Regions from separate parts of the Mus musculus genome. Here region 2 is linked to region 1. A link is a contact called in public promoter capture Hi-C data. All regions are on one chromosome and are shown on one strand. Each heading gives the region's core, a stretch centred on a gene start, on an enhancer-like site or on the middle of the called end of the contact. The rest is flanking DNA. Distances are from core to core; before and after follow the strand shown. Region 1 overlaps Hdac4 (histone deacetylase 4). Region 2 overlaps Hdac4 (histone deacetylase 4).

Region 1 (7,247 bases), core at 2,075-4,574:
GAGGAGGAAAAACCCTGTTCTTATAAAGGTAGATGATGACAGGAATCTGCAATGCGCAGGAAAAACAAAGACTGGAATATAAAGAACTTGTCAATCATAGACCAATTAACATGAGAGCAGAACTCAATAAAGACAATGACAAAAGCACCCATTTTAAGGGAAATGAAAAAATGCTCAACTTTTATCAGTGACTGAAAAACATATTTACCAAGTCATCAAACTGACAGATTTTGTAAAAGCTCAGAAAAGCTGAACCAAGTGGTCATGGGATTATAAACTGCTGTCCTTTTTTGCAGATTGATTTCGCAGTCTGTGTTTGGAAGCCTTAAAAGCTGTGTTGCTCTTGACTGTGAGGCTCCACTCTGAATGCAGTGGGAAGAAACAGCCCTAAGAAAATGGCTCCCAAGCACATGAAGTCAGCCACAGGGTCATTTAAGCAGTCTGATGGCAGCAGAGTATGTGGCTTCCACCTTGCTGCAAGTCATAGCTAAAAGAACACAGGGACTTGTACATATCAACACACAGAGGTCAGGGACTGCCCTGATAATCATGCTAGCCGTTATTTCTGTTTATTAGAGGTTATTATTCTGTCATTACTGGTGTTACTTCTAAGGTCAGTGTTAGAGGTACATTTAGGGTAGGTTTGTCACTAGAGTTAGTGTTCTTCTTGGGGTTGGAGCAGAGGTTAGGCTTAGGGTTACTATTGGTGGCAGAGCTAGGGTTAGGATTAGGTTACAGCTTGGTATAAAATTAGTGCAGGAGCTTCCTGGGAGTGTTGGGGTTCCTCAGTGAGCCTGGGCCAGTGGTCAGACATTGCATACTCTGCAGGAGTGTGAGCATGTGCAGTTTGTAATAAGAGGTGTGTTAACTACCAGCACTTCAGGCTTTTGGGACACTGCTGGGGTTCCCCAGGGACACTACCATGAATAGCTAACACATGAGCAGCCCTCAGGCACAAGTTCATCCAATTCTAGAATGTGAAATTCAAAAGGTATGTCCACATGTGACCCAGGACTCAAACACCAGCTCTGCCTGTGACAATGACTGTCTGAGAAATGCCAGCAACCTTACTGGTCTTGGGGACGCTCTGGATGCTTTATTGATTTGTGGCAGCTCAATTTGCATATTTGGGCTTTATAAAGATGAGCACACAACTTAGAACCACAAAAGTGATGCTCCACCCAAACAAGGAGCTGTTATACATCTAAATGCCCACATCACAGATTTATCTGGGCCCATGACCAACAAGAGGGAAGCACAGTTAACATCCTAGGGCAGGAAACAGTTTTCTGGTTGTACGCTGAGGCTAATTACAGGTAGGTTTCAGCTATAAAAGCTTAGTCCTGCAGAAGGGCTGTTAAAACTTGTAACAACCTAAGAAAGTGCTAAGTTGGAAGGTTAAAGAACACCAATGATGAGAAAAATATAAGTATAAAGTAAAAGGAACCAAGCACAATGGAGTGAACGTCACTTCTTGCAGTGACCCTCATTTCTAACTTTCCAGACATAAAGGGGTTAGAAACCTGACACGAAGAAAGCACTGTGCCTGTGTATCTTCACCTGAGCCTATCAGCTCTTTGGAAGGGCAAGACTCATTTCTCAATGCTAAAGAAGGAACTCAGTCACTGTTACTAATCACAGGTTCCTGAAAGCTGACAGACAGCAGCTCCCAAGAAGTTTCCTGCTCACTGCGCTCACACACAACAGATAACAATACTGGCTCAACCCAAGGAGCTGTTTCTGGGTGTTCTCCCACATCCTGGCCTGTAGCAGCAACACCATTGGGGCAGTCTGAGTTCTCCTGTGTTTCCTTCACAGCCTGGTCAGAGCTCATCTTCCCTATCTACAGGGGAACTTGGAGAGCAGCCTCCTCTGCTGCTGCTGCTGCTGCTGCATCCTGGGCCAGGCATGTTGCTCGGGGAAGTATGTAGTGAGTGTGATGGGACCATGTTCTGGAGTCATGTTGGACCTGTCTTCTCTTTTCTGCTCCTTTCTCCCACATTAGTGTCCACCAGTAACATTCACTTCCCTAACCCTTGATTCTTGGCTGTTATAATCTGTGTATCTCTCAAATGTCCTTTTCACTCCACAACCGCTCTCACATGGCTGTTGCTTGCCCCATGTGCCTTAACGCACAGTGTGTATGATGACATCTGCTTCTGTGACACACTTGGAGAAAGAGCAAGAAAAAGGCAGATTGGGAGCTCCCAAATATTATGGGATCTGAGGTCCTCATGTTTCAGAGGACCATGATGAGGACAATAGGGAATGACACATGGAAGGCCCTTCCCAGAGTACTCCTATGTTTTGGTCTTCACTGGACTGTCAGGCACAAGGCAGGTACAAGGCAGGTATGTGGGGTGCTTGGCCTATATGAGTCTGTGCTGACCCACCTCAGCTGGAGCGCTGGGCACAGTGGGTGCGATGCCATTCTCAGTGCTGACGTTGCCAGAGCTGCTATTTGGAGAGCTGGGACCGGAGCCAGGGGCGCTGCTGCATGCGGAGTCTGTAGATGAGAGAAAGCAGTTGAGGATGGGCATTGGGTAGACTCAGAGAGCCCTACTGCCTCCCGGGGTTTCTGCCTGCTAGCCTGATACCAGTGTTTCAACGCAGGGATGCTAACACCATGCCCTCAGTCTCAGCTTTGCTGCTAACCTCCCATGAGCCTCCCAGTGATGAAGCTCTGTGGATGCACGGTTGATCCTTTCAGGGTGTGCATGTTACCTGTTCACAGTTCTTTTCCATTTCAAGATAGTTTGAAATATCATAAAGGTAAGCTCTTAAACACTTATTTATATTTGAACAAAAGACAAGTGAATACAAAGGCCCAGTGGGTTTTGGTTTTTGTTTTTTTTTTTAGCTTCGAAAGGTCAAATTCATTGTGTCTGTAAAAACAAGTTTGAACTCAAGCAACCTACGGAAACTGCTCAGTTTACATGCAACCCACTTACTTTACTATGAACAAAGTAGCATTCAGGAAACAGGCAGTGGCTTCTGCAGCTTACAAATGTGATTTGAAATATTAACATTTGAATGTGTTGGGCTTGACCCTGATTGGTGGGCTGGGCACACAGTTCCTTACACCCATGGGCTGGCTGCAGCTATCTCCTATCACAACAGCCTGGGTAGCGCCTCTCTATGTTCAGGGGCAGATGCTGAGCTTTTGAAGTCTGGCTCAGGGGCATTTTGACAATGGCATTATCTGGTTAACACTTCACAAACACACACATTAACTACTTTCCTGAAACAGTCCAGGTAGTAGCAATAGCACTCTGAGATCAAACTCTAGCCCTAGCCCTGGACACAGCAGGCCACTGAAGGGGTTCAAGGACACCCTTGCTTAACAGAGCACAGCCACTCATGCACCCAGCTAACAGGGCTCCTCAGCTGCAGAGCTGATTCAGAACACTGTCTGTAAGTATAGCCCTGCAAGACAGAGGATGGGAAGATGGAGGACTGGAGCAAACAAGCTTGCAGCCCTTCAGAGAGCGCAGAAGCTTGCCTCTATGAGTTGTGATGAGACATCATTTCACAGCACTCACTGACCAGGAAGCTGTGCCCAGGGCATCGCCTGCCCTGCACAGAAGTACGCCAAGGCAAAGACAACCTGACATCTATCTTGGCAGACGAAGAAGGCTTGGTCCTCTGTGGACTGCGTCACTTACCAGTCCCCTGAGGCCACTTCTCATTCTCTAGTAGCTGCCTACACCCTACCTCTCCACTCTAGAAGCCTGTAAACAATGCTTGCACATACCCTGCCAGACACTGACCATGAGCACAGGATCCATCCCTCTCTTCCAAATGCCAACCAGGTTACTACACAGGTGAAATTGTATTTCCCTGAATTTTGCCAGAGGGGAGCTCCAGATCCTACTGGAGTGAAGAGGCATTTCCATTTTACTTCTGTACACATGTACTTTGCTCAGAGTCCACGCTCTGCTCTTGAAGTCACACTGCCAACAGCAGCTACCATGCCCTACCTTGGACTATGCTCTCTTCTGCTGCAGCCTGTCTTTGCACAGCAGAACCAAGCAAGTCCTCCTTAGACACAAACTCCTGCTAAGTATGCAGATAAACATTCTTACCTACATGCTGCTCTGTAGGGCAAGAAAAATGTGGGTATGATTTATAGTTTTTCACTTTAAACAAACTATATTTTAGATTCATTCTGTTTCTAGGAATCCGGTCTATGGAAATGCACACAATCATGGCCTTCTGTTATTTGCATTAGCAAAAGAGGATGTCAGAAAGTACCTGCAACAGTTATTTTGGTTTTTCTTTTGTTTTGTTTTGTTTTTTGGTTTTTTGAGACAGGGTTTTTCTGTGTAGCCCTGGCTGTCCTGGAACTCTGTAGACCAGGCTGGCCTTGAACTCAGAAATCCTCCTGCCTCTGCCTCCCGAGTGCTAGGGTTAAAGGCGTGCGCCTGAGGAAGATAGGCGGTTGTACAGTAGGAGGCCCATCCTCAACTGTGGTGTGAACACATCACATACTGGTAAGGATGACAGGAAGCAGACTGAGTGTGAACCTTGATTCCATGTGGCACAGGTTCTTCTTCATGCTCTTCAGCCAGCATGAACTTCATCCCAGCTGGGAAGAGTGGTATGCTAACCTGCCGTGGCCCCTGGCCCTCCACGCAGGGTGCAGGCCTTTTCTGCTCAAGGATCTTTGCTGCTCCCTTGCTCTTCTTGGAGCAACCCTAGCTAGAGTCCCTTTCTCTCTGCTGCCTGAAAACAGCTCTATCTGAAGCGCCATTCTGTCACAAGTGTCCAGGTGGCTACAGTGACCTGAGTAGCACAGTCTGGCTCCCAATTTCACTTATCCATCAAGCTGTAGCTCCGAGGCCACCTTCTCCACAAGTTTACAGAGCAGACAAGTGATTCTAATACACTTCAAGCCTGCCCAAGGCTTTCATGAAGACTCCCACCTAACATAGTCAGCCCTGACCCGCACTACCATGCTGACCCCTCAGGCCATCTCCCTTGGGTCATGCTTTACTCAGAAAGCAGAGGGCAGGCACCTTCTTCTCACATGACTCTCAATGGGAATGAAGAAACAGCAGTCATTGGGGGTGTGTGGCACTCAGAGGAGCCTGACAGAGACTCTGTCTTATGAATGATCTTGCCAGTGAGAGTGCATAACCTAGGTATAAGCAAGGAGTGGCTCACACCAGGTACTGCCACAGGCAGCCAGGCTGCACAGCAGTGTGAGCAGCTTCTACTCACATGCCCCTAAAATTCCCAACTAAATTCCCAGTGATGGAGAGTGAGTATGGATTGTAATGCTTCTTGGGTTTCCCTAGATGTTTCTAATAGTACAAGCAGAGGACAGATTAAAACCATGATAAACATGAGTTCTAAGGGTACCAATGCTTCTTTGTGTTTTTTAGGTAAGGTGTCTCTAATAGAGTAAGCAGGAGAGAACTGCATGAAAAGGAAGGCTGTGATAAGCTACACAAGTGTCAGGATCTTCTTTGCACAGATCCAAGATCTACAAGCAAGTCCTTGAATGAGGAGGACTCACCGGCCCTGTGCCTAGAAGGCCGCAGAGCCCTCTGTCCTGAGGGCAGGTATATGAGACTTGGGTACTTGCTCTGAAGGACTTGGGCACAGGAGCCCTTTTGTTTTCCCCTGGACATCAGCACAGTCACTGAAACAGACTGGACCAACTAGACAGGTGCCACTTATAGACCAACAACCAGAACCGTGACCTTCCAACAGCATGTTCAAGGCTAGGGAACTCTCTTCAGGTCAGCTCTGAACAGCTTCCTTTTTCCTAGATGGTAAGATTCTAGGTGCTGGTGTGAGCCCTGGCTGAGGTGAACACTTAACCTAAGACGGAGGTGCTGAGAGGAGCTTCCTCCGGTGAGAAGGGCTGTATCCCGCTGCTTGTCCACCAGCAGGTGGGGCCAGGATCAGTGTGGTCACTGAAGTGGAACTAGCTGCCCTTACTCTGATTAGCCAGCCACGTTAGTGGGGAACAATATGGAAGCTCAAAGGCCCCACTATGTCTGTGGGCAGCAGAAAGTAGGCAGAAACATGCCATCATCACTAAAGGGAGGAGCTGTTTTAAACCTACCTTCAGAAAATCTCTGAATGCCAGGCAGATAGCTCTCTCACTTGGGCCCAATGGCAGCCCTCTGAGGGAACTGAGTCATGGAATAGGACCTAGCCAGCCACTCAAGCCCCACATTTCTAAGTGGCTGGACCTGGCATGTGCATCACCACTCAGCAGGACAGCATAGGGAATTGGGTTGAGCTGAGACACATTGTTAGAGGTGTCACAGTGCAGGGTGTGTGTTAGGGTCGGAGGCTTACCTGCTCCCTGACATACCTGTAACATCCAGGGGTCGCTTTTTTAGAGCAGTGGCCACAGGGCCATCTTTCCTGCGCAACAGGGGGCTGCTCCGTCTCTCAGCTACTTTCTGCTTAAGCCTTGAGCGTAATTTCAGGTTAGGTTCAGAAGCTGTATGGAAGGAGATGTTGTTATAGCCAGGCAGACACAGCTGGGGTCAAGGGCATCACACTGGTGGTTTAAAATATGCACAGCTGGTAAATCTCCACTTAAGTATGGACTGGAAGGCAGGGCTCCTCTGTCAGTGGGTACAAGCTCCTGTTAGCCCCATTAGTGGATGCAGTGGGTGGCTGCCAGGGCAATAGGTGTGCTTCCATTCTACCCTGAGGACATTACCATAGTGTCACTGATTTACTGGACATAGCAAGAACCTACTGAAGCATGACAGTCACTCAATGAGGATGCCTCTTAAATAATGGTCTCCTAAACAATTCATCTGTAATTTTAGAGTAGTGATGCCTTGAAACCTGAGGAGAGCTTTCAAGGCTGTCTGTCACCTGTGACATCATCACAGCTTCTAAATTACTGGCCTCCTTGTTCACCTGAAGATACCTGCATCTCACAATCCTGAAGCAGACAACAGTTTCAGACCCCAGCAGCTTCTGTGAAGGGCAATTGATGCTCCAAAAACCGGGGTGAAGGATTGGATAGGCTGCTTCTCTGCACTGAGGCTTCTCTGCACTGAGGCACAGCTCAGACCCTGACCTTCTTTGCTGACACTAAAGGCACAGCTGAGGTTGGGACTTGGTTTGGCTTCTGTAAGCAGCTCTCCTGTGCAGACAGATTCATGTAAGAATCTGCAACTGTGAGGCCATGACAGACTTCCATCCTCTTCAGGAAACTGCAGACCCACTTCATCCCTACTCCTGGGGTGGCACAAGCCATGAGCTTCACA
Region 2 (7,247 bases), core at 2,835-5,334, 160 kb after region 1:
AATCTCCAATAGTCATGTAAGAAGCCAGGCACAGTGGCATGGATCTGCATTCCCAGCACTAGGGAAGTGGAGACAGGAGAATCCCAGAGGATCCCTGGCCAGGCAGGACTAAGAGTGACTTGCCAGCAAGCCTCAGGTCTCAGTGAAGAGACCTTGTGTCAAAAAACAAGGTAGGCAGCTCCTGAGGATAACACAAGGTTCATCTCAGGTCTTGACATGCACTCACATGCATGTGCACGCACACACACACATGCACTCACACATACATGAACACATACCTGCCCATCCCAATCTTGGTCATCAAGGGCTGACATGACTGGACAACAACCAATCCCACCATCTAAAGGAAATACAGAGTCAGAGCTGATTTGGGTCTAATGTGAATGTCACTGTATGAAAACCAATTCATCCTGTTTATGACCACTAAACAAGAACTCCAAGATACTTTAGCCAACTTCATAGTTCTTTACAAATGCTATCTGATACAACTTTTAGAAATATGTAAATTAGCCACAAACTTTATGTATAAAACACACAAACATCACCTATAAATATGTTTTTCTTTTCCAAGTACATGGTAACAGCAAGAGTTAGGAGTGTCTGAATTGCCGAGCAGTGCTTTGTAGCAGATCCTAAGCTGCTCAGAGCCCTTGATGAAGCTCACTTCGTCTCTGTGTTAATCATTACAGTTTCCTCACTGTCCATTTCTTATGTTCTCAGAAAATAAACAGACAGAGAGGTGCTGAGGTGAAGCACTAAGTTTCACCCAAACCCCCAAATTACATGGCTCACCAGCCTCCCAGTCAGTTCCTTCAGTTCAGCACTCCAGGACCAGCAACGAGAACTCAGAGAAGGTTTGAACCATACCTAAAATGCAGTACACACACCTAAAATGGTGCAAACAGCAGAAGTTTCAGGATGGTTGAGCCAGGATGGCTCAGGTAACACTGTGTATTAAGGTCACACAGAGCCTCTTTATCTAGATGACAAGATCCTGGCCACACAGATTGCAACAGCAAGCCTAACTCTCTCCCTCCATACTGAACACTGCCTCTCTACCAGGCCATGTACCCCAGGCAGCAAGCATCATGCCCTGCTCTTCAGACTTAGCCAGTGCAGGCCTTCTGGGGGGACATCTCCATTAAATGTATACAGCTCTTCTGGGAGCTTCTATGATCTGCCTATTCCTTCACATGGCAAGAATCACTCCATTCCCAAGGTGCCGGCAACCCCTAAATGCCAATCTCTGCCTGCTTGGCCTGGAAGCCCCACACATGTAGAGAGTTTGACTAGACTTATCTGAGCCCAAAGCACCCAGAGTTCTGCTGTCCACAGAGAAGCGTGTGTGGGCGATGAATTCCAGTTCCTGGCTGGCCTTTGAAGCACTGTGCTACCCCAACTGAGGCAGTTATTTGATGTCAGGCAATACTGGTTTTCTCACCCACACAATGGAACGGTGGCATTCTAGCTCACTTCCCAAGGTCATCATGCCTTACAAATGTAATGACTGGAAAGCACAATTCAGAACGAACTTGCTATTCATTCTGGTCCCTCAAAAGCACAGCGGTGTTTGACTTGGAGTAAGCAAGTAATCAATGTTGATTTATGATCACTATAAGTTTTAAACACCTATGGTTAAACAGACCCAGTTCTTTAGCTGGAGCAGCTTTGGGCCTTGCACAGACCAGCTCTGGAGGCGGTATGCATCTGCACACCTGTCCACATACGACCTGCCCCCACTGCCAGGCACTGCAATTATGGCCTTTCTGTTCCAGCACCAAGCTGTGCTCAATGGTTCCTAATGATTCGAGTATTGAGTTTTCTGTGTCAAATACATACCAGGAGTTCATTCTTAAATTTCAATATCATTAATCATCTAACATTCAGCATCTCAGAACTCAGAAATTTGCATTTCTACAATGGGGGCTTTGAAAGAAGGACACAAATGCAAATGCTCCCCAAACTGTGTAAGAATTTTCAGAAAATTGCCAAAACAAACCATCAGCACACCATTGACAGTGAATATTCTGAGCTCTTCCCAGTGACAGAGTATTCGTGATTTTTAAAAGACAAAACACAATTTGAAGATTGAAAAAAAGAAAGGTTGAAAAATAAGTCCTTATGTCTACATGATTTCCAGAACAAATCTTGACTGATTAAGATTTCAGATAATCACGGCATGGAGAAGCCAGGGTGGTGACAACTTGAGAGCTGCGCATGCTAGTGGGGTGGTGGCTGGGAAGATGCCAGCAAGATGCGTGTGCTAGGAGCTGGGCAGGAGGCAGCACGAAGCACAGGAAGCAAGCATTCTGGAAGCCTTTCCTTCAGAAAGCAGACTGAAGCACTCCCAGGCTTAACACACCCCCACCCAACTCTGTCCCACTGTCTGAGGTATCTCATGTCCTTTTCCAGAGAACTTGATGTATGCTCAAAAGAAACGCTCACTTCTCCATGACCTTGGCCAGCTCAGTCTCGCTCCCCACTGTCTAAAAGTTCAGAGTGGCTACCTCCTGGTGTCCCCTTCTGTTCCCTCCCTGATCTGCATGAAGCTGCTCCTCTCTGGCTGACTATGCTACACAAGGCTATCTATCTCCTTACTGACACTCCTAGGCCTCCTGTTGGCTGGCTAGCCCTAACTGCCTACATACCTGTCTGACATCACTATGGTCTACAGTGGTCTCTTACACCAGGCCTCACTCAGACTTTGCAAGTCACTTGCTACCAGCTGCCCAGAATCTACATCTGTATGCACCACAGCCCACAAAATTCATTCCCTATCCTACTGGGCAAGTATCCCTGAAACATATACATTGCAGAGCACAATGTAAAAGTTATAAAAACATTCTTTTATGATATAATTTCATTACCATTTAATATCTTCATTACTATATAATAACCTTGGCAACCAAACTGGTTAAAATAAATAAGACTCAAGACCATACAAGTAAGGGTAGGACCAGACATGCAACTTTAATCCCAGCACTCAGAGGAAAGAAGTAGGCAGATCCTAGTGAATTCAAGGCCAGTCAGAACTTCAGAGAGAGACTCTGTGGGGGTTGGGGGGAAGGGGGAAGGACTTAAAGCACAGAGCTGGAGGATCTCAGCTCAGCCTAGGCCAAGGGGCAGAAGGCCTCTTCCTGGAGACTCAGAGAACAACCCACGATGTTTCAAACATACAGAATATTATTAAACCAGAGAATGACCCAAATTAAAGCACTGATCTTGGATTCCACAGGCTTCCCTCAACATGGTTACTTTATTTGTAACCCGACACTAGCCAGGCCTCTCACTGAGATCCAGCGATAGAAGAACAGAAAGAAAGAAAGAAGGATCCTGGCTCTGATGGGCTTCCTACCTAAGGCCGTCAGCTAAGGCGGCACAAATGCCTCCTTGAGGATATCTACTTTCTCTAAGCAGAGACCTTCCCCAAGAAGTTCAAATACACTGATGATCAGTGTCGTGTCAGATGAGTGAGTGATCAGGTGACAGGACCAGGGTCTCATGGTAGCCAGCCGGTTACCAGTATCTAGATGCACTATAACACCAAGTAAGACAGCAATTACTGGGAGGGAAAAGGGACAGGGAAGAAAGAAAGGCTGCTCATTCTCCCAGCAGCCCCATCTGTCCTCCCACTGCTATTTCCAGGGGACCTGCCGCACAGGCAGAGGTCTAAGAGCTGAGCTCACCACAGCCTGCCTGGGCACATCTCAACAGTGAGGGCTTCAGTGCAGGATGAGACCAGCAGCACCATTCAGAGCCTCTTTCCACAGAGTCCTCACAAGCTGAACCAACCCAAGCCCTTTCCTCGGGCTGCTCACAGTACTGGAAACAGTTATTTAGAGCAATAAATCCCAACAGTTAGGAGGCTTTTACGTCAGAGAGCCAGGGCCTGGCTCTAGCAAAGTCCAGAAAGAAGAGCAATAAAATCATAACGCAAGCCTCACCCAGCACCACAGGGAGTTTAAAGGAAAACAGAGGAGAGAGGAGTTATACACAGCAAATAAAAAGGCCACTTCATCACCAGGGCAAAGCCAAGCTGCCCTGCCAATGTGAGAGGACCCAAAGGCCACAGAGCTCCACCAGGGCCTGATGTGCCACCAGCGCTGCGCCAGGCCACACAGGAGCAGGCAAGAGTGAGCCAGGCAGGCTAGGGCATGGGGCCAGAGGGAAGACACTGGGGTCACAGAGGAAGGAAGACAGGGAACTACAACTTAGTGACAAGGACCAGCATGACTATCCTGGTTCCTTAGCTTTGTCCCAACATAGTCTGAAGTTTCCTGTTCCAGACAGCAAGCTGAAGGTTGGGAGTTCTGTGGAAGATGCTTTAATTAACCTGTGCAAGACTTCAGGCTCAAATTCCCAATATTAAAACTCCCCTTTATTATAAATCAATGAATTAGTTAATTGACTACTCATTCTCTTCCTGAAATCCACTAAATTCAAAATATAAATAAACTGTGGAAGGATTCAAAGCATTCAAAGCAATGTCTAACAATAGAGAAAGCCCAGAGGACTCATCTGAAACCACAGGGCCATCAAGCAAGTCTAAATGTCACCAGTAAGGACCTATGGCCTAGGCACACAGCCAGCTTCCCTCTTGGTCATTCAGAGCTGTGGTAAGCCATGTGGAAGGCACCTGTTATATGGTTCTAGAATACAATCTGTAGAAGACCAGAGGGCTGGAAAGGCAGGAGTCTCAGCAAGCTCCAGGCCCTGAACAACAGCCCAGTCACAGTTAATGCAAGCATTCTGAGGAAAAGAATGATCTCGGCACAAGGCAGCTCTATCTGACCTGCTGCAAGAAGACACAGAGGCACACAACCTGGCATGAGGGAAAGAGCCACCCAGAAGCTCAAAGACAAACAAGCAGAGGGGCTGGGGGTGCAGCTCAGTGGTAGAGCATTTGTCTGGTAGGCAAGGAACCCCAAGTCTAGTACTCAACAAAGGAAAGAAAGAGGGAAGGTAGGGAGGGAGAGACAGACAGAAAAAAAGAGAGTCAGACAGACAGAAAGAAGTGAACAATAATGAGTAAAATTTCCCACATGAAGGGCAAAGACTCTGGGGAGAAAAGTCAGAATCCAGCTGTCCCCATTTATGAGGATAAGGCTTGAAGAGGATGGCTGGGGAAACTCACAGATAAGTAGACAGGACAAGACCCACTAGCCAGAAACAGGCAAGTGTTTTACAGAACAAAATAAACAATGTACTCTGGTGAGAGACCTCATTAACCAAAAGAATAGCCATTAATTTTTAATTAAGCACTGGAGGGAAACATTAAAATATATAGAGAAAATGATTAATAATATTAAAAGACTATACCAATTATAACTACAATAGAAAATTTAACTTTTCTCAGAAATCAAGCAAAGGATAGAGGCCATCCTGGCATAAAAACGTAATTGAGTTAATAGATATGTAACATGTAGAGAGAAGGTACAGATATTCTTGAACAGAACTAGGTCACGCGTATGTGAGATTTTTAAATACAGTACTAAGATATACTTCTTCAGACCAACAACTTAAGAGCATGCTTTTCCTGAAATGCTTAGGGACTGTTTACAAGATCCGATTGCATCTGTGTCAGGTCACAGAGTATGTGCACCACTTAAACAGCAAAGAGAACATAGTCATTTTCTCCAGCATGCTAGCTGAAATAAAACAGTTTCTGCCCAGTGCCAACGTGGTAAAAAGGTAGGAAACTACGCCTCCCTACACACTGCAATTACGAAGTTCAGTTAGACACATTCTGAAACAATTCATAGTCACCCAAGAGACATTTTAAACCTGTGTGTCTGCTGGCCCAGCTTTAGCTTCTCAGAAATTAGCAGAAGTGGGGATACTTGTAGTACAGTTCATAATATATTCACAGTAATTGTGTAATGTCACCTTGGATGTGGGCACATGTATCTCTCTGCATGTTCACACAGGGAATACACACCTCCATCTCACTGCAGAGCAGGAGGCATACCTTCATATGAGTATCTACTTTACATTTCAGTCTATACAGCTTAAATTTTTCCTGCAATCAACCAAAAACCATTTCTTTACAACAATCAATACATGAACAACTGAATCAATAAAACCTTCCTACCTAAATAAAACCTAGATCTCTGCCCTCTGAAGCTCTCAGATAAAGCAATGATGCCCAGAAAAGTATGTGCTACCACTATGTTTCAGGCAGTCCTGGAGTGAACGGCCTAGACCCTAAGCCTCTGCCTCTATCCAGTAGAACAGGCTCAGAGGCAGCTGACAAAGCCTCAAGCATCCATCCAAGCATCTATCCAGCCTCCTGTGTGTACTCAGGACAGTTCCTACACCTCAAGTCCTAGAGACTAAAAATGCACCAGAAGTAGCCAAAAACAGCCAAACCTTCTCCAGGAGACCCACACCTTAAGGTGGGCCAGACAGGGCCCTCTATATTTAACCTGGTTCATGCTTTGCTACTTTCTAAGGCCAAGTCCCATATGTATTTCCCTTTTAAAGGCCCAAGCATGCAGTTTCTAATCCTGTTCTGGCTCTGTGACCTTGGATGAATCTTTTGTCCCAGCAGTTCCAAATGGGCTGTTGAGAAGCAGAAAGACTTGTGAAATGCTTAATATGGCTCCAAAGAAAGCAAACGAAGGACACTGGAAAGGCTGTGCAGAACCAAGGTTTCATCCCAGCCAGGGTCAGCACAGCAGCTCTGTTCCTCACTTACCCTGACAGGAACCTCACTCTGCAAGTTACCTGTGGTATTTACCCATCACCTACTCAAAATTCTTTTTCCTGGCATCAAGGAAACTCCCTGCCACTGGAGTGGGCAGACAAAGCCAGGGCATCCTCTGAACCCCTGGGAGGTCTATATCAGTCCTTTGAACCAGAAGACAAGAATCCAGTTTCTGAGCACCTGCTGATGCTGCAAACCCACAGCAACTGCCACAGGAAAGCAAAATCTGAAAGGGAACAAGCAGGCTGGAGGGACAGTAGCACACATCTGTAAAAAAGAATGCTAGTGACAGAAGTTGCAGGCCTTACCTGGATGGCTTTGGGAGCTCATTGCTAGCAGCGTCAGTGCCTTAAGTTCAAAATGGCTCAAGATGTCCAGGTAAACAGTGGCTCCAACACACTCCAAATTTCCACCAGCACATGCAGGAACAAAATTGAGGAGGCCCGGGTCCCAGCTGCGTAAACTTGAAGTCTCACTGGCAGCGTCTTGTAAACCAAGTAATCCACGAGAAGAGCAAACGTTGTCACCTGGCCTTGCAGAG

What was found. Capture Hi-C pulls out chosen DNA fragments and counts their contacts.
Region 2: a contact with region 1 is called in a promoter capture Hi-C map of liver. The contact joins two enhancer-like sites. A contact is called at or near these places in 6 of 39 promoter capture datasets (the 3T3-L1 cell line, 3T3-L1-derived adipocytes, liver and 2 more), 1 of 15 datasets of contacts at CTCF or cohesin (the NIH/3T3 cell line), 4 of 484 Hi-C or Micro-C datasets (bone marrow-derived macrophages, differentiating embryonic stem cells, liver and 1 more), 1 of 115 datasets of contacts at active chromatin or transcription factors (SST interneurons) and 4 of 9 other capture datasets (adipose tissue, embryonic stem cells, liver and 1 more).

Annotation. Positions count from the first base shown.
Region 1 is chr1:91,985,152-91,992,398 of GRCm38.p6, forward strand. Hdac4 (histone deacetylase 4) reads right to left here. Exons shown (of 27, transcript NM_207225.2): 8 at 6,332-6,463; 9 at 2,394-2,506. Among named protein-coding and RNA genes, the nearest start is that of Gm46242, 110 kb to the left of the region's middle. Within about 2 kb of position 3,325, at least 20 of the 459 cell types and tissues checked have an H3K27ac peak or open chromatin away from gene starts, as enhancers often do. A contact at or near this core is called in liver, where this site is marked.
Region 2 is chr1:92,141,242-92,148,488 of GRCm38.p6, forward strand. Hdac4 (histone deacetylase 4) reads right to left here. Exons shown (of 27, transcript NM_207225.2): 2 at 7,015-7,247. The coding sequence starts at 7,036. Among named protein-coding and RNA genes, the nearest start is that of Hdac4, 35 kb to the right of the region's middle. Within about 2 kb of position 4,085, at least 53 of the 459 cell types and tissues checked have an H3K27ac peak or open chromatin away from gene starts, as enhancers often do. A contact at or near this core is called in liver, where this site is marked.